2 separate regions of the Pan troglodytes genome follow, and region 1 is linked to region 2. Evidence: chromatin contacts called from public Hi-C data. All regions are on one chromosome and are shown on one strand. The core of a region is the stretch at or near the end of the contact, and the rest is flanking DNA. Distances in the headings are between cores, read along the strand shown.

Region 1 (3,236 bases), core at 280-2,779, 96 kb before region 2:
AGTGAGAACTAATGTGGATCTCAGTCTGTTCTTGATTAAGCTCATGCTTAAGGGAACCAGCTTGTTCTAACTCTGACTTTACATTTAGTTCCCCTTCCAGACTGTCTGCCTTGTGGACTTGAAGTTTCAGCATCAGATGCAGAAGCTACCACCTTACAGAGACTTTTTAACCAGATCCCAAAATGGCATAAAATCAAATCTTTGCAACAAATCCTTTCTTTTACAAAAATAGATACATTGATTAACCAACTAATCAATTGATAGATAGATAGATAGATAGATAGATAGATAGATAGGTGGATAGATAGAGACCTCCCTAATGGTTTTGCATCTCTGATTGAAACCTAAGCACCATAGCGAATTGATACCCACCATTACCGATCTTAAAAATACACCATCTAGGCCAGGCATGTTGGCTTATGCTTGTAATCCCAGCACTTTGGGAGGCTGAGGCAGGCAGATCACTTGAGGTCAGGAGTTCAAGACCAGCCTGGCCAACATGGCAAAACCCCGTCTCTACTAAAAATAAAAAAATTAGCTGGGCATGGTGATGAGCGCCTGTAATCCAAGCTACTCAGGAGGCTGAGCCCGGAGAATCACTTAAAAAACACAGGAGACGGAAATTGCAGTAAGCCGAGATTGCACCACTGCACTCCAGCCTGGGCAACAAAGCAAGACTCTGTCTCAAAAAAAAAAAAAAAAAATCATCTTTTTTTTTCATTCTCTTTCATTTCTTGTATTCACATGCTTATTGCATTTTCATTCAAATGAATTACATTTTTATTTTACCCAAATGTGACCACCCATTAATACTTCTCTTCAACAAAAATAGGTATCTAAAATAATTTTTTAATTGTCTGTGGCCATAATGCTCTAAGACATGTATTAAAATATGTCTTACGGATGTTCTTCTTATTTTTAGTATTAATAGTAAGCAAGTGATCAAAATTACAAGAATAATACATTGTTAACTATTAAATATCTATGTGGGTTAGCAATTGCTGCTATCCAAAACTCAGTAGATTCAGTTTACTAGTTATTCTAATTTATGTGTCTGTGGGGCAGAGGGGAGTCAGCGCTCTTCTGGCTGGTTTCGGCTGGGGCAGATCATCTGGGATAACTCTACTTCACATGTCTCTCATCCTCTCTTTCCACAAGCTGCCTAGCCTGGTCACTTCTTTGCCACAGCTCTGGCAGATGCAGGAGAAAGAAAGCAGAAACATGTAAGGTCTATTGAGGACTATACCCAGAACTGGCACACTGTCTCTTCCAGCCAATTCTATTAGCTAAAGCAAGTCTCAAAGTCAAACCCAGAAGCGAGGGATTGGGAAATTGTGATATGGTAATTTATAATAAGAGGCATATACTTAGTCTTCATCCCAGTTCCTGGCACAGGCTTCTAAAACCCTTGGAATTTTCCAAGTGATAAAGGTGAAAGGACCATTTTTTGTTATTCATAGCAAGCCCCTTCAACCACACCTGAGTTTATGTTAATGAAGTGACTTTTGGAAAGTCCCTAAGGGTGGGGACTGGTTGCTAGGGGAACCATCCAGGTGATTAGAGGGCTAGAAATCTCAGCCTCGCTCTCCTACACCTTCCTCCAGGGAGGGAAAAAGGACTAGAGATTCACTTGATCATCAATGGCTGATGGCTTAATCAATTATACCTATGTAATGAAGCCTCCATAAAAACCTAAAAGAATGCGGTTTAGAGAGCTTTCAGGCTGGTGAACACATTGAGGTACAACAGGGTGGCAAGCCTGGAGAGGCTGTGGAAGCTGTGCCCCTTCCCGTTGACTTTGCCCTATCCATCTCTTCCGTTTGGCTATTCTAGAGTTGCATCCTTCTACAATAAATTCTAATCTACCAAGTAAACTGTTTTCTTGAGTTCTGTGAGCTCTTCTAGCAAATGACCTAACCCGAGGAAGGGACAATGGGAATCTCTACAGTGGGTTACTCAGAAGTGACAACCTGGACTTGACGACTGACGTCAGACAAGGGGCCTTTCTTGTGGGACCTAACCTGTGGATCTAATGCTGTCTCCAGGTAGACAGTGTCAACATTTAATTAAATTAAAGAACACTCTGCTGGTATCAAAAATTGGTCTGTGTAGAAAAAAATCCACACATCTGGTGTCAGAGATGATGTATTGAGAGTGTTATGAGAGTATAAAAGGAGATTTTCCTACTCAGAAACGTAATCTGCTACTTTTGTGAGGAGAACTGCAAAGTTTCAAGGCAAAGAATGGAAAAAGTAAAGAATCGAGGCCAATAACATAGTTAGTTTACCATGGCATCTGTTAAGGGTATTGATGGTACTGTGGGATTTTTTTCTTTCCAATTAGCTTACATATTGTAGATATGTCATATTGCTAGAATAAGACAGATGTGAGAATTTATTTTCTCCCTTAAAATTTTTTTTTCGTGGACATATGTACTGAGAAACATTTACATAAATAATAGTTGGGGCGAACGTAATATTAGTATTGAAATATCCATCTATTCTTTCTTTTTCTTGTTTTTTGAGACAGCGTCCTGCTCTGTCACCCTAGCTCAGGTAATCCTCCCACCTCAGCCTCCTGAGTAGCTGGGACTACAGGCACGTGCCACCACATCTGGCTAATTTTTAAATTATCTGTAGACATGAGGTCTCCTCATATTGCCCCGGCTGGTCTTAAACTCCTGGGCTCAAGCAATCTGCCTGCCTCAGCCTCTCCAAAATGTTGGGATATAGGCATGAGCATGCAGCCAATCCATTATTTGAATTGTTTCCAAGTTAACTGCAAACTCCTATAGTGATCAATCATCAAAATTATTTTAAATAATCTATCTCTATATATTGATAGCAAAGAATTAGAAGTCACCTGGCTTTCAAAAGGATTTGCCTAACAGTCATTAGAGTATTCACCTTCTCAACACTGTAATATTTCTAGTGTCCCTTTATTTTGAATCTGAGAAATTTTTACATGGTGAGATCATCAATCATATAAAGATCCTAAATAGATAAGCAGAAAGCCTTTCTATGTAAAATGGGAGAAAAAAATGGTTATGAATGGGGCAGTGAAAAAGAATCGTCCTCGTGCTTTCAATCATAAGTGCTTCCTTAGGCATATAAATTTTAGAAAGCGTGCACCTGAAAAATTCTTGCCATAATTATCTGGGCATGAAACTCCACTGTTTATAAGCTTTAATTGCTATGTTCACATTATCCTAGAGATAAAATAAATATTGGGAATTT
Region 2 (3,147 bases), core at 206-2,705:
TCTCGAACTCTTAACTCCTGCTTTTGTTTAGGAAAAGGATAGTATGAGTCATTATGAAAAACAATCCCTCCCACACCTGTTTTCCCTACCCCTGTCACAATTCTCTAAGTGCACATGTATGCGCATGTGTACACAAACACACACACACATATGCATGCCTGCCTGCATGCACACGCTGAGAATTCAGCCCAATAAATAGAGGAGGGACAACTTTATAGAGATGGGCTTATTTAAGACCATGTATATAAATATTTTCTGCAAAATTCACTAAACTATAGGAAAGACAAATTCAAATGGGAGCAGTAAAGCATTTTTTAATGCTTTTTGTTCTTTATAATTATTAGATTAAAAGGAAAACAGTGATAATAAGATCCATAGGGGCTGTACGCTAATGGAGGATAAAGAACTGCTTTGTAACGTGAAACTTTGCCTCCACACTATATGACTTTAAGTGCACCAGGCTCTTTATATGGAAAACTGGTTTTCAACAGATACCAGGCAAACTGTAAAGATGATCTCACATTGCCAAATGGGCCTTCAGCTGCTTTTCTAATTGACTTTTCCACGGTTTGTTGCTTAGTGTTACACATACTAATGTGTCATCCTAGACTAATCAGATTTTCAAGTCTCAACCTGCCTGTGTTTGTAGGTTTCAAACTTACAATTCCTCTGCTATTACCCTCCAAAATTGTTGAAACTGGCTACTTCTGTTGTTAGAAGCATGATATAGAAAGCATGGTGCTCATAACTACTATGACTGACACGTAAGTTTCCCAGTTGATACAATAAAGCCAAGAGACCCTAAGTCCAGTGTGTTTCTCAACGATTATTCAGTACAGGGAGAAACACTCCTAGTTGTTTCCTAGGCAACGATTTAGTGAAAAATGTGCAGTTATATTTCATTTCATCCCATTTTCTATTTTTCTAGAACTGGCTATTTTTTCCCCTTATTTTCCAATATCCATTTCTCCTCACATTTCTCTTTATACATTATCTTTGATATTTCTTCTCCTCTAGCCTTTCTCTCCTGTTCTTTCCTGCTATTAATTATCTAACTTTCTTTCCCTTAGGAATGAGATCAAAACAAATACTTGTCTTTAAAGTTGCCCTGTCAACTACCATCTGGTTACTGTTTTGTTTCTTTTTAGAAAATCAACAGTAGACCCTTCGTGAATGAGGAAATTCTATTCACTTTTGCTTCCAGGGCATGATTGTGTCCCAGCTTATTAAGATGCAGAAGTCTTAGTGCTTTGGAATCTAATTGACACATCTGTCTGCTTTCCTGGAAGGCTGAAGGAATTTGAAATGCTGTTTTTTAAACAACACCAAAAACAAAGAAAGAGAAAGGGCCAGAGAAATTTTCATCTGGGAAGAGATTGCTTTTGTCAGTAGATGGCCAGCAGAGTAAGTCAGATATGCAAGAAACACATCAAGTGTTCTGGGAGGGGAGTATTTGAATGCTAAGCAGCCGTTTGTGTGGATCCAGGCTTCTTACAGCTTCCAGGTCTTGGTTTCTGATGTGGAGATCTTTTTGACAGAGTTGGCTAGTTTTTGTTAGTTGCCACTCGATCCCATTTATTGGCTAAGAATAAAATAGAAAATAATTTATTTTATATAACTTAAGAAAAATACCAAGGTTTGATAGCACTCATCCCGTTCGTTTACCACACACACACACACACACACACACACACACACACACAGCCTTTTAAGATTCCCTGTTGCCTGCAAGATAAAGGCCAGGTGCTTTAGCCTGACGTTCCTGGATCTCTAGAATCTACTGTGAGCCTCATTTCCAACCCTGTTTTTCTTGTCTCCCACCACTTTCTCTCTGCGCCTCAGTGCCAACCACCCCAGCCTGCTTCTCTCAAAATACCCATGTGCACTTCTGCCGTCTCTCAGCTTCTCCTCATGTGAAGTACTCTCCCTTTTCCTGCCCATCTCTCTGTCCCGTCTTTCTGGACCCAAGTCCATCTTCCCTCTGTCACCACACCTGTAAGTGGTCCTCACTCAGGTCCCCGCTTGGCATGGCTCACGCTCATCATGTGTTTCCACGCACCATGTCCCCCGTCATCGTTGTATATACCTGTACTCAGACAGGCAGCAGAAAGACAGCTACTGGTGGGTTCCTTTCCTCTCCTTTCTCTCTGGCCGTCATTGCCAGAAGAACTCAAATATGGAAACTCCAGAAGCATATAAGAATAGGGACTCTTTGGTGTGAGAAGAAACAGGAAGATTATTTCAAGGGGCAAAAATCTTAAGAGAAGGAGAACACCTTATGGTTCCCAGCCAGTCAGATAGGATGACTCATTACCCAGGATAACATGGTATAACACATATGTAACATAGACATGTGGCAGTATGGGGCTGCCTATTTCCATACCTTGGAGAAGCAATGAGGGGGAGTGAGGACAGCTTCAGGAAGGCATTCATCAAAGTAACTGAGTAAATGAACACAGCATTACTTTCTATAGGGATTCTAATCATTTCTTCAATTAATATTGAGAAATGATATAACTCAGTTGTTGAATGTGCAACTGTAGATACTGTATGCATAATACAGCCTGTTTTCTTTCAGCTTGAAAACTAAACACAGAAAAAATAGAAAACAAATTAAAAAAGGAAATATTAATTTAGTTGCAAGTTAAAATACATATATTATTACTGATAATCCATTTTATTGTCTCAAAATTTCTCTTAAAATGAGTCCAAAATTCAGGGACTATCAGAATTAGCTAGAATTTACAGGGCTTTTCAATAAATTCATTTTGCATATAAGAAAACTGAAGTTCCAAGAAATAAAGGAACACTTGTATTGAAAAGAACCTGTGAATGGGAGAGAACCACTCTTTCTTTTTCTTTTGGATTTTCTGTCATTCTTGGTGACACAATTATCCAGCCACCGGACCTCATTTTCTGCTAATAGGTAAAGTAACTAATAAGGTATCTCCTTGGGTCTACACATTCCGCCTCCTGGCCAACCGCCTAAACATCCGTTGCTATAGGGAAGCAGATGTTTCATCAGAAGAGTGAAATGATTCATTTCGTTAATTACCAGTAGGCGACAAGCACCTGGGGAGGAGACCCAAGCCCTTCTTGACTGTGGTGTTAAAAGGGTGCCCTGGAGAGCCGGCTGGTGCTAGGGAG

The links. A called contact is a pair of places that touch in the nucleus more often than the background predicts.
Region 1: a Hi-C map of induced pluripotent stem cells shows a contact between it and region 2, with 3 times the contacts expected there. The contact joins two enhancer-like sites. A contact is called at or near these places in 5 of 7 Hi-C or Micro-C datasets (blood, induced pluripotent stem cells, a lymphoblastoid cell line and 1 more) and 1 of 1 other capture datasets (stem cell-derived neural stem cells).

Annotation. Positions count from the first base shown.
Region 1 is chr5:134,713,119-134,716,354 of NHGRI_mPanTro3-v2.0_pri, reverse strand. No RefSeq gene overlaps it. Among named protein-coding and RNA genes, the nearest start is that of SMPDL3A, 42 kb to the right of the region's middle. Within about 2 kb of position 1,529, at least 1 of the 24 cell types and tissues checked has an H3K27ac peak or open chromatin away from gene starts, as enhancers often do. A contact at or near this core is called in induced pluripotent stem cells, where this site is marked.
Region 2 is chr5:134,616,834-134,619,980 of NHGRI_mPanTro3-v2.0_pri, reverse strand. No RefSeq gene overlaps it. Among named protein-coding and RNA genes, the nearest start is that of FABP7, 45 kb to the left of the region's middle. Within about 2 kb of position 1,455, at least 5 of the 24 cell types and tissues checked have an H3K27ac peak or open chromatin away from gene starts, as enhancers often do. A contact at or near this core is called in induced pluripotent stem cells, where this site is marked.